Regions from separate parts of the Mus musculus genome. Here region 1 is linked to region 2. A link is a contact called in public HiChIP or PLAC-seq data. All regions are on one chromosome and are shown on one strand. The core of a region is the stretch at or near the end of the contact, and the rest is flanking DNA. Distances in the headings are between cores, read along the strand shown. Region 1 has its middle 12 kb from the start of Stk17b. Region 2 overlaps Gm32311 (a long non-coding RNA gene).

Region 1 (7,744 bases), core at 3,602-6,101, 61 kb after region 2:
GACAAGTTTAGCACCTCTTTAAAGGTCACGGTTTATGGGAAAGCAGCTCTCTAATTTACAAGTTGGGAGACCTTGAGCAAGATTAAAAATTTCTGTGCCTCTGTATTTTCATCTGTAAAATGGAGATAATAATACACTTGCCCCACAGTGTATATAACAACAACTCACAAATAATGAGCCTGGCAATTCTAAATGTGTAGCTTGTGTTAATTCACTGAACCACTCACATGTTCTCATGAATTAAAGTGCCATACTTCTTGGAAGATAAGCAATAGGAGGATTCTTTTCTACCCACATAATTCAAGTAACAACACTTGGATCTAGGACTCAATCCCATCTCCACTGTACAGCCTTTTTGTATGGATATCTGCTAACTATAGCTACGAACACAGAAGAATAATTCCTTGGGTGTTTAACTCTCCTTGGTGTTGTGAATAGAGCTGGCCATACAGTGCTCTTCTAATAGGTGCAAAACCCTAGGTTTCATCTCCACCACTGCAAATAAATAATTCACAAGGATCCCTGGAGTCCCTGCTTTTCTCATACTCTGACACCTCATACCTACCTTTCTCAGATTGTTTCATTATTAAAATAATGTTGCAACTATATAAAAAGGCCAGAAATAGGGGTTAGAATATTCCCTGTGGCAGTGGAATAGACACATAAGTATGAATTCATAGTTATCCATGTAAATAGATGTTCACCTCTATAAATGTTTGTTGATAGGCACAAACCAATGGGTTACTATGCACATTTCTTTCCTTGGACTGTCAGCTAAACAATGCTAAAAATAATACACCCAAGAAGAAATAGCTTTCAGAACTTGGCTTCTAATTCTGTTCTCCAGTAGTAAGAGCCAAAGCTCATGATGAGTGTGGCTAGTTCTGTACAGTGGACAGGGGGAACTGGATAAAACTGAGTTATTGTAGAGTCTAAGAAGGACATATAGACAAACAAGAGCCATCCCATAATAGTGGGGTGTGTTCAAGGCACCTGTGAGCTAAGGGAAAGCGTTCTAGGTGGCAGAAGCTGAGGAAATTTAGGTAACTGACCATGTATAAGATACAATTCTGTGCATTGATACTAATATAAATGAACAAGTGAGTCAATAAATGGGAAAAGAGAAAGAGTATCTTCCAGGCAGAATTATAAGTGACATATGTAGATATTCTAGTTCCAGGATGGTGGAATGTAACTTTTTAGCTATGACTTGTCTGGGACTTTCTTCCAGACATACATGATGGAAGAGAAGTCAGTACAGCAGTAACAGTGGAGAAAACTGATAACAGCACTTCAGGTTGGGCAAGTGATCAAGGTCAAGAACACCTGTGAAGTCATAGTGATAACCTGTGTCCCTTATTGCATAATGACAATGATTCCTCGCCTCTACAACCTTCCACCTGAAAATCCACAGCCCTTACTGGTGAGTGAGTGTTTTGTAATATACCTGTGTGGTGATTCTCAGAATAGTTAAAGACACCAAAAGCAGGGGACATCCGAGAAGTGGTCACTGGCATGGAAAGTCTGAGGAGCTGACTCAATGACATTCTGCATGGGATCCTGGAGTGGGAAAATGAGATTGGGACAACAAGGGAACCTGATTAAACAGTATGCTGTAGTTAATAACCATGAATCTGTGTGATAAATACACCCTACCACAAGAGAACTTGGTCCAAAACATCAGAACCTTTATACTTCGTTTGCAATAATTCTAGAAATCTGTAACTCTAAAATTGCTGTAATTTCAAAATATCTCGTATACCATTTCTTAAGACATGCAAATATAAGAACTATAGAATCAGAAATTAAAGATGGAAGTAACCGAGCTCTAAGATTAAAGGAAAGAGTGGAAAAGCTCAATCAAATAACCAGTAGGGCAGCTTTTGGGTTTGCTACTTGATCATGTTAATAACTTGGTGGACACTCAATCCTGTCCACCTCTGTTAAAAGACATAGGACAGGAATGAAGAAAGATGTTCAAACAGTTGTGTGTGCTTCAATATAGTAGACCTCATCTAATTTCAGTCACAAAATGCACCTTTCAACTAGCAGCTTTAGAACTAGGAGGAGACACAGGACCTTTTCAGAGACACCGATATCAAAGTTGCTTTCATAATGATGCTAAGATAATGATCTCTTCTTATTCTTAGTCGCTCAGCATACTGTGGCGCTTCCAGAGACTGCAGAATATGCGATGTAGTAACTTAACACGATGTACCCACAAAAGACCACTGCTCTCTGTGAAGCCCTTTGCTTATAACCACCTTCTTTTGGATCATACAGCTATTTTCATACCTTACTTGTGCTAATACTTAACAGTTATTTTAAGTGAGTTGTTAAATATTTTTAAATATATCTTTTAATTTTTACATGGTAAGCATTGATAAATATAACATATATCTTCTTTGAGATAGACTCTTTGAGATAGTCACTGTTGAAAGAAGCAAGTCTGAGGATCAAAATGATTGAAAACTTCTGCACTCTAGTTACAGTGATCAGGTTGTTCTTTTGGGAGAACCCAGCCTGTGTTTAGAGAATCCTTCACCCATTGAGCCGAAATGAAAGTGGTAGTGACAGAGCCAATCCCCACCTCCCCTGAGTCGAGCAACCTTAGGCTTGACCAGCCACGTGGACTCATTTGACCTTTGTATCTGGGACTACTAAAGTAGGGCCATGAGCAACTCTGAGAAGGCAGGAGGAGTAGCTGAGGCATCAGATCCTAGAGGCAAAGGTTCTCAAGCCACCATCTGTGTCCACCATGAATGGCATCAGTGATACAGCTGCAGCTTGTAGTTCCGAGTTTGGCAGAAGTAGCACTTACAATTTCTGCAAGCAAGACTTTGGATATTGTTTGTAGCTATTCTCCCCAACTGTGGCTCTCCTGATCGAGTACTGTGGCTCCCCATTCCAGTACTTTTAAATTTCCACTCATCCAGAGATGTTCAAGTATTGTGATTAAGAGCGTGGACTGATCCTACAAACAACAGTAATTACCAATCTTGACTGATCTCTTTTATATCAATCAGTCTTTCTGCAATTCTATAAGTAAACCTTTAATAAAACAAACAAACAAACAAACAAAAAAGAAACAAACAAAAAACCCTGTTTAAGCAAATTAAAACATTTACATTCTCAAGAGTTGAAAAAAATGCTGGTATTCTATCCAGCAGTAAACTTTTAGCCAGGCTTTGGAACTATGATCCAACTTTCATCCTGCAGAGAGAACGGTTTTCATTGTGTGACTTCTCAGTTGTAAATGAGCAAGAGGCTCTGAGGAGAAGACCTGGTGACGCCGCCGAGCCATGTGCGTACTTTGTTAGAAATCATTTCAAGCACCTCCAGGTTTCCTGGGCCAATCAAAACAGAGATGTCCTAATGTGAGAGAATCTCATTTTATAGAGTGCTTAAGAGCACCATGAAAACCATACTAGATTTCAAATGTAGCTAATTATCCAGGAAGGATTCAAGACCCGGCTCCTACTAGGTTTCTTTCTTGTTACTATTTAATATAATGTATACAATATAATGTTTGAGCTGCTAGGGCCTGGAATGGTTCTGCCTTCTTTGATTGTGCAAATATATTTTAAAGTTTCTCTTTTTAATTCAGATTACCTTCCTGCTAAACTTGAAGAGTGAAGAGTGTGTGAGATGGTTAAGTCTTTCATCTGTTTCCATCTCATCCTAACTTGGATAGTCAGGGATTAAAATTAATTTTGACTACACATGGCATCCTCTGTCATAAGTAGAACTACTGCTTGAAACTGAACTAGTCCTGCAAACTCAAGTCGCTTTTAAGTCTTGAAATAATTCAGAGATAGCATAAGCATGGGCGCAAACACTGCTTATTCTCACTTGGCGCGCTGTGATTGTTAGGTTTGATGTTGGGGGGCATCCCTGTGTTCTCAGAAGACAGGCTTGTATACAGGACACTACACAACAGAAAGAGAGAAACCAGCATAAGTGAGCTTGAAAACAAGTTGACATATTTAAAAGCAGGCTTTTATAATGGCCAGTGATAACCTCTTCCTGCAAACTTAGGTTATAGGCGCATCTAACTAAATGTGTGCACTCTGGGCCTTCTTATCTCTACGTACTTGAAGCTACACAGGCGTAAGATCACTTGTCTTTACCTCTTCCTGTCTCTCACCCAGGATGTCTGCCTTTCTTCTCTGCCCACTAAAGAATAGGAAACGGCAGAAATAAATAGATAACGATTTTTGGTCTGTTCCTATTACTTTTGTGAGCATTGTTCAGTTTAACCTAGGCAACATCATACATATATTTTTCAGTGCTATACAAATGATCAGAATAGGCTTATTTGGTTAGAATTTAATTATCTCATCCTTCTAGCCCTTGGGTTCTCAGTGCTACTAACTGGCCTCTAAGAAGGCTGCTCTAGCAGAGTATAAATAGGCAGTACCTCTGAGACATTATCTGTTACTTATTGACCTAGAAAAATCCTCGTTGAGTAGCTGAGTCCTGACAGGGTCTAACCACTTCTAGGCCAGCCATACATGCTGAATGTGGCACAGGATATAGTATTATAGCACCTGAAATCTGTGCCACATTTTAGGGTTACTAGAGAGCCTCTGATAGCAGGGTTTGAGCAGAGCCCCTAGAATGATTGTATCCTAACATTCCACTCCACAGATGAGAAAAGAAATGAGAAAAGTGGACTGCCCATCAGAGGTGAGGGTTCTGCCTGGAGCTGAAGACTGCAGGCCCTTAGGAGTACACCTAAGGGAGGGGTAAACAGAGGTAAGATGTCTGGGCTGCTTTCCTCCCCCACTCCCATCCTTCCCTGAGTCATATTAGGAGGTCCTATGACACGTCAGCCATAGCAGACGAGAAAAGGAAAAACATAATTTGTCAGCAGATAGCAAGCAAAAGGTGTGGCTTCCTGGCTCATGTGTAGCTGTGTGTAGAAGCACAAGTCCTGAACCTTGGCCCCTTACTGATCACACGTTCTTTACTGGTCTGGCCATGCTTTCTCCCCTCTCCTGTCCCAGATCACTTGAGAGTTTGTAAGGGAGGATTTGGTAGGTCAAGAATGATCTGCCTTTGAAATAGTCATATTAAGCATAAAATAGAATTGTAAACCAGCAGCCAAGGTTAGAGGAAAAGAATCTACTTGTTCATAGAAACCAGCTTTTCTACAGTAATAAAAATACAAAAAAAAAAAAAAAAAAAAAACCAACCAAACAAACAAACAAACAAAAAAAAAACCAACCACCAACAACAAATACCACTTCTGGAATACAATGAAAAAAGTTTGCCATACTTTCTCACACAAGAGAAAATGTATATGCCATTTTATTAATTCTTGGAGCATAGGTTTGAAGTAGTCTCAGATAGGCAAATTCAGGCTCACTAACCTGTCTGAGGCTACAGAGCCAGTCAATGGAGACAGGTTTTTCATTTCAGGCTTCCAATCTCATCTCCTTAGCATTCCAGAGTACACACTAAGTATAGGTTATATGTTCTCACTTTTTCCTTCCCATTGTGTCCTATCTCCAAACTCATTATATAAAAGACATGTATTATGGAAGTGGAAACCTACTTAACTGGCTGTCTCAGGTCTAAAGGGGGAGGGGCGGAGTTGGGGGTGGGGGTGGGGAAACACCGCTGAGAAGCAGCGTGGATGTTACCTTGTTCAGTCTCCATGAGAAGATGCTCCCTGGAAGAGACTCTGCCTTTCATGTGTGCTCTGTAATTATTTGGATGTTTATGAGACTGCAATGATAGGATGCTACAGAAGCTTTGCCTCTGATCCTCCCCCTTCCATTCCCATCCTACGTGTCGCATCCTCTGAGAAGCGATTTTTTTCTCCTGTCCAGTACTGCTCCCTTTTCTTTATAGCACTTCTTAAAAAACACAATTAGTGATCACATGTACACTTCCTTATTGGCTGTCATCCTTGGGAGACTATAAATTCTCCGACGGGAGTCCTAATGTAAGCATATGACTACTTTACTCAGCAGGTTCCCAAGCCCTTATCATGAAACAAAATACCAACTCAATAAATGTTCTTTGGATGGATGGATGGATGGATGGATGGATGGATGGATGGATGGACGGACAGTTCACTTCTTGACGTTCCCAAAGGGATCTGAGGAAGTAGGTGAATTGATCGTATACTTTAGAGCAAAATGGATCACATTTTAGATTAGAGTAAGTCAATCACTGATTCCTAAAATAGGAATGAGATCTGATAGTCTCCCAAAGGCAACATGCAGGAACTATGAGACTGGCATGTTGGGGCAGAGAGGGATGGGAAGTAGCTACAAAATATTCCTCAAGCACAACACAGTGTAATACATACGTGCTGTCTTAATAGAAAGAGCTATATAGCAAACAACTAAACTGTATAACAAATGACAGAGGTTTGGGTGAGATCATGGATTAGCCTGAATAATGTGCTAAAAAACCAGGACCCTAGGTTGATCCCCAGAACCCAAATAAAAAGGCCAATATAATGACATGAACTTATAATCTCTGTGCTTGAGAAGTATATAATTCCAGCGCTTTGGGAGGCAAGCTGATCCCTGGGGCTTACTGATCAACCAGCTGAGTCTACTTGGCAAGTTCTTAGTTAGTGAGGGATACTATCTCAAAAAAAGTAGACATCCCTGAGGAATATCACTCAATATCACCTTGTAGTCTCTACGTATATGCACATGCACTCCAACACATGCATGTACCTGAACACACCACACACACACACACACACACACACACACACACATACACATGACAGCACTAGGATATAGACTTGCCAGTTATCAAAGGCCGTGCTTTTTTTTAAATTCACTTTTAGAAGATTTTTCTTTCTTACTAAATATAAAATATGTTCACATTTTAAGCATAGAGTTGATAAAGTTTAAAGATGTGTATCTTTAATTATATGAGAGCCTCATATATTTACAAGTTACACTCTACTAGGCAGTGCAGAGAATGCTCACTGTTCTACAGCCTTGCCAACCGCGGGTGTCACAGTCCTCATTCCAGCAGTCACTGTGGTGCAAGAAGGCCCTGGTTTTACAAACTTATACCTTGGTGTCTTAGCAGGCATCATGAGTCCTCAGAAGAGGAAAAGCAAGAATTCATCTGGTTTTTGGATAAAGCTGTTTGATCAACTCCGTGGTTTCTGGTTCAGGAAAAGGAGGCTCTAGTGTCTGACCATCTTGCATTGGAAGCATCAGAACCTCAGCCAAGGCTAGAATAGACTAACAGACATCAGCAGGCTCCCAGTGGCTCCCATGTGGCTTGAACATGTCACCTAGGCAAATGGATCCATTTAGATGTAAAAAGACCAGAATGCTGAGGAAGGACTTCACGAGAGAGAGAGAGAGAGAGAGAGAGAGAGAGAGAGAGAGAGAGAGAGAGAGAGAGATCAAACCCCCAGGAAAAAGATGGCCTTGTCAACAAAAGAGAATGGGTGAGGCAGTGACTGCTTCATGCAGGAAGTGAGCTATAAGACCATAGCCATTTGGGTATACTTTTGAGGAGCTATTACACCATAGATGCTCAAGTATAGTTTTGAGCAATTACTCCATGCTAGCTGGGCAGAGTGAGTCGTTCTTTTATAGAATGAAGATGGTAGGACTTTTGGGTTTCAAATAACAGAATTCAAACCCAATTTTACTAAGTTGATTAATGAAGATTAATTTACCTGAAGAATAACTATTTCTTATGAGATTTTCCTCTTCATGTGTGTGTTAAAATGTTTTTCCTTCTATGTAAT
Region 2 (7,375 bases), core at 2,499-4,998:
GAAGGAGTCATTAAAAGGACATGACAGTAGCTCTGGTATCCAGGGAGCCTGGCAGTACATCTGCTCTGTGCTGGCTATTGCTATGGACTGAATTTTTTGTCTGTCTCAGAATTCGTGGGTTGAAGTGTCTGGTGATGGCGTTTGGAATTGTGGGTCTTTGCAGGTAACAATGATAAAACTGCCATGGGATGAGAAAGACACCTGGCTCTCTACCATGTAAAGATACAACACAAAGACAATCGGTCTAAAAGTCAGGAACTGAGTTGGCTTTGGTCTTGGACATTCATCCTGCAGAACTGAGGAAAGTCAATGTTTAGCATTTAAGTCACTCAGTTTGTGACATTGTCTTGTAACAGAGTCAACTGACAAGTATGAACGTTTTACTTGACTCCATAAAGCCTTGGAGAGGACAGAATCCAGCAAGGGTTGGGCAACAGGCGAACCACTTCAAATAGCATGATGCTTTTCTTATCCTTAAAACTATGCAAATGTTAACATGGTCTTCAAAAGAGGAATGAAAACCTCCACCCAGATTCGTAAGCATTGCTGCAGCCCAGAGATGAGTTGTCTTGACACAAGGGACAACTTAGGCAAGCTCTTTGCACCATGCAAAGGGAACAGTTATCCTTCTAAGTGGTAAAATAATCCACCAAATCCACCAGCTAGAACAATGACTACCTGCAGAAAAAATACATTTACTCAAAAGGAAAACCCCTAGGATCTTGTCACCTTAGCTAGCCATTAAGACCTACACCTAGGTGCATAGCTGCATGACCCCATCACAAAATTCCTCGGCCTTGAACAAAGCAGGAAAAAAAGATTTGACTCAAAAACAAAAAACAAAACAAAAAACAAAAAAACCCAACATACCAAACCAAAACAGAAAAACCCGCAAAGCTTCATGTTTCAGATTTTAAAAAGATATAATTTAGAAAAAATGATAACTACAGACAATCCTCTGCTAAGAACAAAAACTGAAGTGAAAAAATATTTATGGACATTCCCATAATTTATGTGGAAGCTTTGAAACATCAACATCCAACAGGAAATGAAAGGCCTTCAGGAGACTGGAGGACATCGGCAGCCTGTCTTCTACCCACACCTCTGTGAACTGGAAAAAAAAAAAAAAGTCCTTATTTTTAGTAAGATTGCTATCACAATTGCAAACAGCACTTCTGGACGTGTGTCTGCAGCCCAGTGCCAGCATCTCTGTGGTGCTGTGGAGCCAAACCCACCAGAACATTCTGTTTTTCAGAAGTAGCTTTGTCTCAAAACACATTCCCACAGAGAGCAGTGAGGACTACAGTGTCTGAGGAGCGCTCGGAACAAGGGAAATCTGGGAGAAAACTCAAGGAGTCTCCAGCAAAGACATCCTTTTTAGCTCTGAGTGAATTCCTCCGAAATTAGTGGTTTGTCTTGAAATGACAGCAATTGCAAGAACTGTGGCCAAAGATCCATTGCTTGCCTGCTTCATGAGAATAGCCTCAGCCTCAGGAAAACATGGTGCAGGAAATTTTATGGCACAAAAAATGTTTTCAAAGACTTATGAGCCTCTCTTTCAAAGATACGTGAAGCAAGAAAAACAGTAAGAAAACAAAACTGGTCTTTGATCAGGATTTTGCAGATCTTGGAAAATGGATGGGGTGTTCCAACTCCACAAAGTGTTGTTTCTGAACAAGGAAATGTACCTCAGTTTTCCAAGCTGCCCTCCAAGAAGCAGCTTAAACACTTGAAGAAATGCAGTCCAAGATAAATGGCTACGGAGGAAAGATGACTTTAATTTCCTGACTTTATTTTAAGAGATATAATATAGTGTCATGAAACACCATCTCAGACTTCCCAAACCATCACAGATGTTTAAAGATAATCTATTATTTTAATTTTACAATTCTTATGCCCCCGCTGAGATGATTTTCCACCTCTCTAGTAAAACGCTTGGTTATAAAAGAAAATCTTGTTCATCATAGATAATTGTAAAGCCTGAAAAAATGTCCTCACAGTGGAATGCAGGTTATACGCCTGAAGTAGTTCCCTGGGCTTTTCTCTGTTCTGGTCTGCATGTGAAATGCCCCATGAGACCTGTACGTAAACTTGTACATTTCCTTCAGTGGTACAGCCTGCTGAACGTTGCTCATGTTCCTATAAATAATTTCACACTCATTGCACCTGAAAGAAACCCCAGTTAAAATCATCAGTTCAGTCTCCTCTAGTTGGGTGCAATGGTTTCTTTGGTCTGGGTTGAAGCTCTATCTAGGGGAAAAATTGTCTCTCCAGGAGAAGGGCACATCACAGTCTGTAATGCAGCAGTGTTCATATGTGGGGCTTTCAGAAACTGATGGGTTATAAGAGTTCTATCTTCAGTGAATTAGTCCACTGCTAGATTCATAATCCAGTGGCATTATTGGAAGGTAGAGTTCAGAAGTAGGCCTCATTGGAGGAAGTTTGCCCTAGGAGGTGTGCATTTGAGAGTCATATCCTGTCCCTAGATTCATCCTTTGTTCCCTTTTTCTGTTTTCTAAGCATCATGAGTGGAGCCAATGTCCTGTACATTCTTGTTACCATCATACTGTCTTGCCTCAGACCTAAAGCCATCTAGCCAGCTCTCCACAGGCTGAAACCACACACAAAATAAGCACTGCCCCACCCCCCCCAAGCGCGTTGAAATTGTTTCTCCCAATTATTTGTCACAGAAACAGAAAACTGGATCAGACAGTCAGCTTTCTGCTCCTGTAGGCAAAGCTCTGAGATAATCAACTTACAATTAGGGAAGGTATATTTGTGTATAGTTCAGAGTTTCAGTGTACTGTCACTTGTCCCTGTACTTGGGGTATCGGGTGACATGTGGCTGAGCAGGACTGTCCCCTTATGACAGCAAGTGGTAAGGACTGAGGAAAGGGCCAGGCCCCATGTCCCCAGTGACCTAACTGCTTTCCACTATTCTGCCACCTCCTGATAGTGTCACAGGCTGGTGACCAAGCCTTTAGCTGGATTGTGAGGGCACTCCCCAAGCATAGCATGAATGCATCTTTTCATACTTTGCTGTATGTGTTTGTAGATGCAGGTGAAACTGTATTATACATATGGAGCTTGTCCCACTGATGCGATAACCCAAGGCTGAGGAGAGCATACACCGTGTCCATTCTGAAGACAATAGTACTTTATTGCAAGAATATGTCAGAATTTGCCAAAAGGTCTCTATATTTTGTATAGTTTCACATTTTTAAGTTGCCTTGTGTTTGCAAGTGATGAGTAGATTTTCCTGCTAAACTATGAACAAACTGTATCTGAAAGGCATTAATAGACAGACAATAGATTAGTGGCTGTCACAGGCTAAGAAGGTTTACAGCAAATGTGTTTAGTAGCAAATTCTGGATTTCTCATTGGGGAGGATGTTATGTTCTGGAATTAGTGTTGTTGGTTACATAAGCCTGTGAGGAAACAAAAATATTGACACTTATTTTAAATCTTCAAGTGGATCTACTTATTACATATGAATTATACCTTCATAAAACTGTCATCGTGGTCTGAGAGGATAGTGAAGTGCCTTCTGGAAGTATTAGTGAGTTCCCCAGTCCAGAGTCCAAGCCACCATATGAACTTCCAGTTAGCAGCCTGTTCCTCTGGATCGTGGAATTCACTAAATAGCCCAACCGAATCTTCAACTCCAAGTTCAATGACAGACCTTATCTCATAAAATAAGGTACAGGGCTGGGAAATGGCTCACTGAGTAAGGTTCCTGGGATCTAGATTCCCCATAGCCTACATAGATACTGAATGGGTGTGGCAGCCTGCCTGTAATTCTACTACTAGGAAGGTAGAGCCAGGATTCCATGAAAAAGCTAGCTGCTATGGGCTAGCTCTGGGTTCAGTTGAGGGACCCAGCCTTGATGAATAAGCTAGACAGTGATCTAGGAAGATTGCTGATATTAGTCTCAAGCACTCGTACTTGCAGGCTCACACCTATACATGCCCCCAAACACAAATACGTGCACACAAACAAACAGAAGTTATTCACAGCATAGACAAATTTACTATAAGATAACAGGTGAACCATATTCAAGCAATAATTTTCCTGTCCACCAGGCAGCATTCAGTGACACATTTCTTCAGTATGGCTGAAGTTACCTTTACTGCCATTTCCAGGTAGAGTTTCTGATTGCAACTCAAAAATGCTTGAAATTTAGACAATAGAGTTAACACTGAAGCAAGCTAGAGAACAATGAGAGACATTTCAACTTAGTTCTCTGACTTTTACTATAAATCCAAAACTAATACAGAACACTCCCTATTTAGGGAATGCAATAGAGTTAATTACATTCAAAGGTTAGGTATGTCATAACAAGTTGGTTAATAATTCTATAAATGCCGTTGTTGCTAACACTTCTTTCCAGGGAGAGATGTAAAGAACATCTACCCCTCCTCCTAAGGTTTGAAAGATAAGGTGAGCCACATTTCTACCAAAGTTTTTTTCCAGGAAACCAATGAGTTCATCAGGCCTCCTTACAGAAGGGATGTGTATTCAACACAAGACACCCCAAGACTAAGTTCTCAGCACAAAGGAGATTTATTTGCCTGGGGTGGGGGGGACAAAGGCCAGGGAATAAGAGACAAAGACAGGAGACAGAGGATGAGGGAGAAAAGGAAGGCAACAAGGGAGAGAGGGAAGGGCTATTTGTCCTAGAGGAACAAAGGACTGCCTCTGGACAGAGATGAAACAGACACAGCTCATAGGCAAATGGCAGTTTATAAAGGTAAAAGGGGGACCCTCGTGTTAGGATGTTAGGATTGGGCATGTTAACTGAGGCATCCAAAAGGAGGCTTTTGATTGCTGGACTTGATACTTTGATAGCTAGACCTTGGTAATCAGCCTCAGTGGGAGAAAGTGGCCAAATAAGGGAATAGACCTTGGTGGCTAGCTTTAGGACTGTAATCTAAGAGTTGTAGCAAGGCAGATGGGATAGAGGAGAAAGGCAAGATCTGCCAGAGCCATGTTTACCATGCTCAGGCTGGCTAGAGTCTCTTCAGACGCTCCCCACAAAAAAAGCCACAGTAGAAAGTCTTTACCAGCACTGGTAACTTTCCTATTGACACCCACATAGAGCTCTTGCCATAGTCTTATGTAGTCTAGCCCCTCCAAGGTCAATGTAATTAACCTAGCCTGGTATATAACAGGTGGTAAGGAGAGGGTCTCAAGATGCTCCCCAGCCCGCTATGTGGGCATGAAAATAGCTAACAAGCTAGAGTAATCTTTAACTTTCCACATGTATTTTGACAGCTCACACATATTGTGCAGTGACATAACAGAGATGGGGAGAGGGTTGCAGAGAGAGTGGTAAGGCTGTGTGAGAGTGTGCGAGATCTCCAATGCTTCTGTGGCCACGTTTGGAGAAAGGTCACCTGTTTCTGGGGAATAGCTTACATTTAGTCATTTTCACTTTTATATGAATATACCTTAGTCTATCAAGGGATTTTCCTAACAAGGAAAGAACTGGCTGCTAAGACTTCATGAATAGGGAAGGTTGCTTGGAGAGCAACAGAGAAAGACACTTCATGTACCAGCAGCCCTTCCATGTCAGCACATACCCCACACACCCAGTGAATGGCCTTTCTTCTCTGGATGGGAATGGCAGATGTTCCATGAGAATATAGCTTCTCATAGTTCCTCCAATCACTTCCTTCCACTCTGTCTCCCACCTTGTGGAATCCTATTGAAGAGTATACGACTAAAATTCAGGCCTGAACTCTTTCCTGCTCAATTCTTCCTTAATCTGAGCTCATCATCTTGTTCTCCTGCAGACAACACCTATATTTATCTATTTGTGCTTTCTAAACCATGTTTTTAAAAGCCAGCAACCCAACAACACAAGACAAACTGAACTGTCTTGTCCATAACCTGCTCCTCCTTTTTTGTACTCTGTGTTACTAAATTGACAAGCATACAAACTCACTTTAAAAAGAAATGCTAAACATGATCCTGAACACGTTTCCTCCATAGGGCACACCCAACTAACTAGGAGACTTTATCAGTTCAGTCTATCAAATTTTGTTGGAATCCATCATTTTCTCTCAGCCCCACATCCCCATCTTCTTGCCAGGATCGGAACCATGTTCCTACATGGCATTTCTTAGATTTGATCTTTATCAACAAGTCCTCCACAATATGCCCATAAGAAGATCTCTAAAACATGAAATATGATTATGTCAAAACCAACCTTAAAACTCTAGGAAGAAGAGCTCCTTGTCCCTGAGGGAAAAACTAAGCTTGAGTTGATTCCTGCCCATACCACTCTCTTCTCCCCTTACCACCTCTCAGTTCCTCGGATGAGTCGGGCATTCCTTGCCTCAGAGCAAATGCTGTTCGCCCCTCCTGGAGGACTTCTTCCAATGAGAACCATGCTTATCAGATACTTTTCACACATTGTGATTAAAGAAGACCAACACTAATCAATCTCTGATTCAAGCGTAGCAAGTCACATGTAGATAGAAGCAGCCAGTACAATACCTATTTGTGTACAGTAAAGATGGATAATATAGAGACATGTGCACAGCTCTAACACCACATTGTGTACTACAACACATGTTGCAATGTAGAATATTATGCTACAGATTTCATTGACTTTGTGAATGTTTTCAGTTTTCAATCACGCAAAAATTAAAATTTATCTATTTTCAAAGAGTGATTAGCCTCCACACTTGCTATAGTTTTAAAATGATTCCTGGAAAATTTAGTTCCAGTTTAGTATGATCAAAGGGCAAAGAGCATACAACAAACGTCTTTTTAAAATGTATTGTTTCGTATACTTACAAGGCAGGAAGAAAGAAAGTCTAGGAGGTGGGAGGATGGCAGGAAGATGTGCATTAGTAGTCAGGAAAATCTGGGTGCTGGTGAATCCCAGGATCTGCTCATTAGATAACCTTGGAAGGTCACCTAACTGAGTCTCTGCTCCCTCAACCTTCCCAAGGAGAGTGGCATTTCATTTGCAGATTGGACATGTAAGTTCATGAAACAGCACAACTACAGGAGCCACATCTAACTCCTGACTCATGGCATACTTTAGTTTTCTTACCTTTATGTATTACATATCTCAGAACACAGACAATACTTTTCACATAGACATACAAACACCCATTCAGTAACAACACATGTTGTAAAGAGAGTTCAGAATGAGGCTGACTATTTACATCCAATATTGTGGGGTTGTTTGTCATGTTTGTTCAGGAATACTGGAGCAACGCCAAAGTAATTAAATCTCTAACAACTTTAGTAATATAAAAGTCCCAGCCATTGGCCAGAGTAATCACTCAACTTCTGGGAAGAAAGGAGACAGGGTCATTTGCAGTGTCTCATGCTTAACCATTAGTGTTAAATGAATTA

Evidence for each region. HiChIP or PLAC-seq counts read pairs in DNA pulled down with a chosen protein or histone mark.
Region 1: an H3K4me3 HiChIP or PLAC-seq map of intestinal villus epithelium shows a contact between it and region 2, with 10 read pairs. The contact joins two enhancer-like sites. A contact is called at or near these places in 13 of 39 promoter capture datasets (the 3T3-L1 cell line, 3T3-L1-derived adipocytes, the HPC-7 cell line and 8 more), 1 of 15 datasets of contacts at CTCF or cohesin (the NIH/3T3 cell line), 8 of 484 Hi-C or Micro-C datasets (beige adipocytes, embryonic stem cells, megakaryocyte-erythroid progenitors and 5 more), 7 of 115 datasets of contacts at active chromatin or transcription factors (the HPC-7 cell line, embryonic stem cells, extraembryonic endoderm stem cells and 3 more) and 1 of 9 other capture datasets (adipose tissue).

Annotation. Positions count from the first base shown.
Region 1 is chr1:53,793,155-53,800,898 of GRCm38.p6, forward strand. No RefSeq gene overlaps it. Among named protein-coding and RNA genes, the nearest start is that of Stk17b, 12 kb to the left of the region's middle. Within about 2 kb of position 4,852, at least 54 of the 459 cell types and tissues checked have an H3K27ac peak or open chromatin away from gene starts, as enhancers often do. A contact at or near this core is called in intestinal villus epithelium, where this site is marked.
Region 2 is chr1:53,733,038-53,740,412 of GRCm38.p6, forward strand. All of the region lies in intron 4 of Gm32311 (a long non-coding RNA gene), which reads left to right. Among named protein-coding and RNA genes, the nearest start is that of Dnah7a, 30 kb to the left of the region's middle. Within about 2 kb of position 3,749, at least 6 of the 459 cell types and tissues checked have an H3K27ac peak or open chromatin away from gene starts, as enhancers often do. A contact at or near this core is called in intestinal villus epithelium, where this site is marked.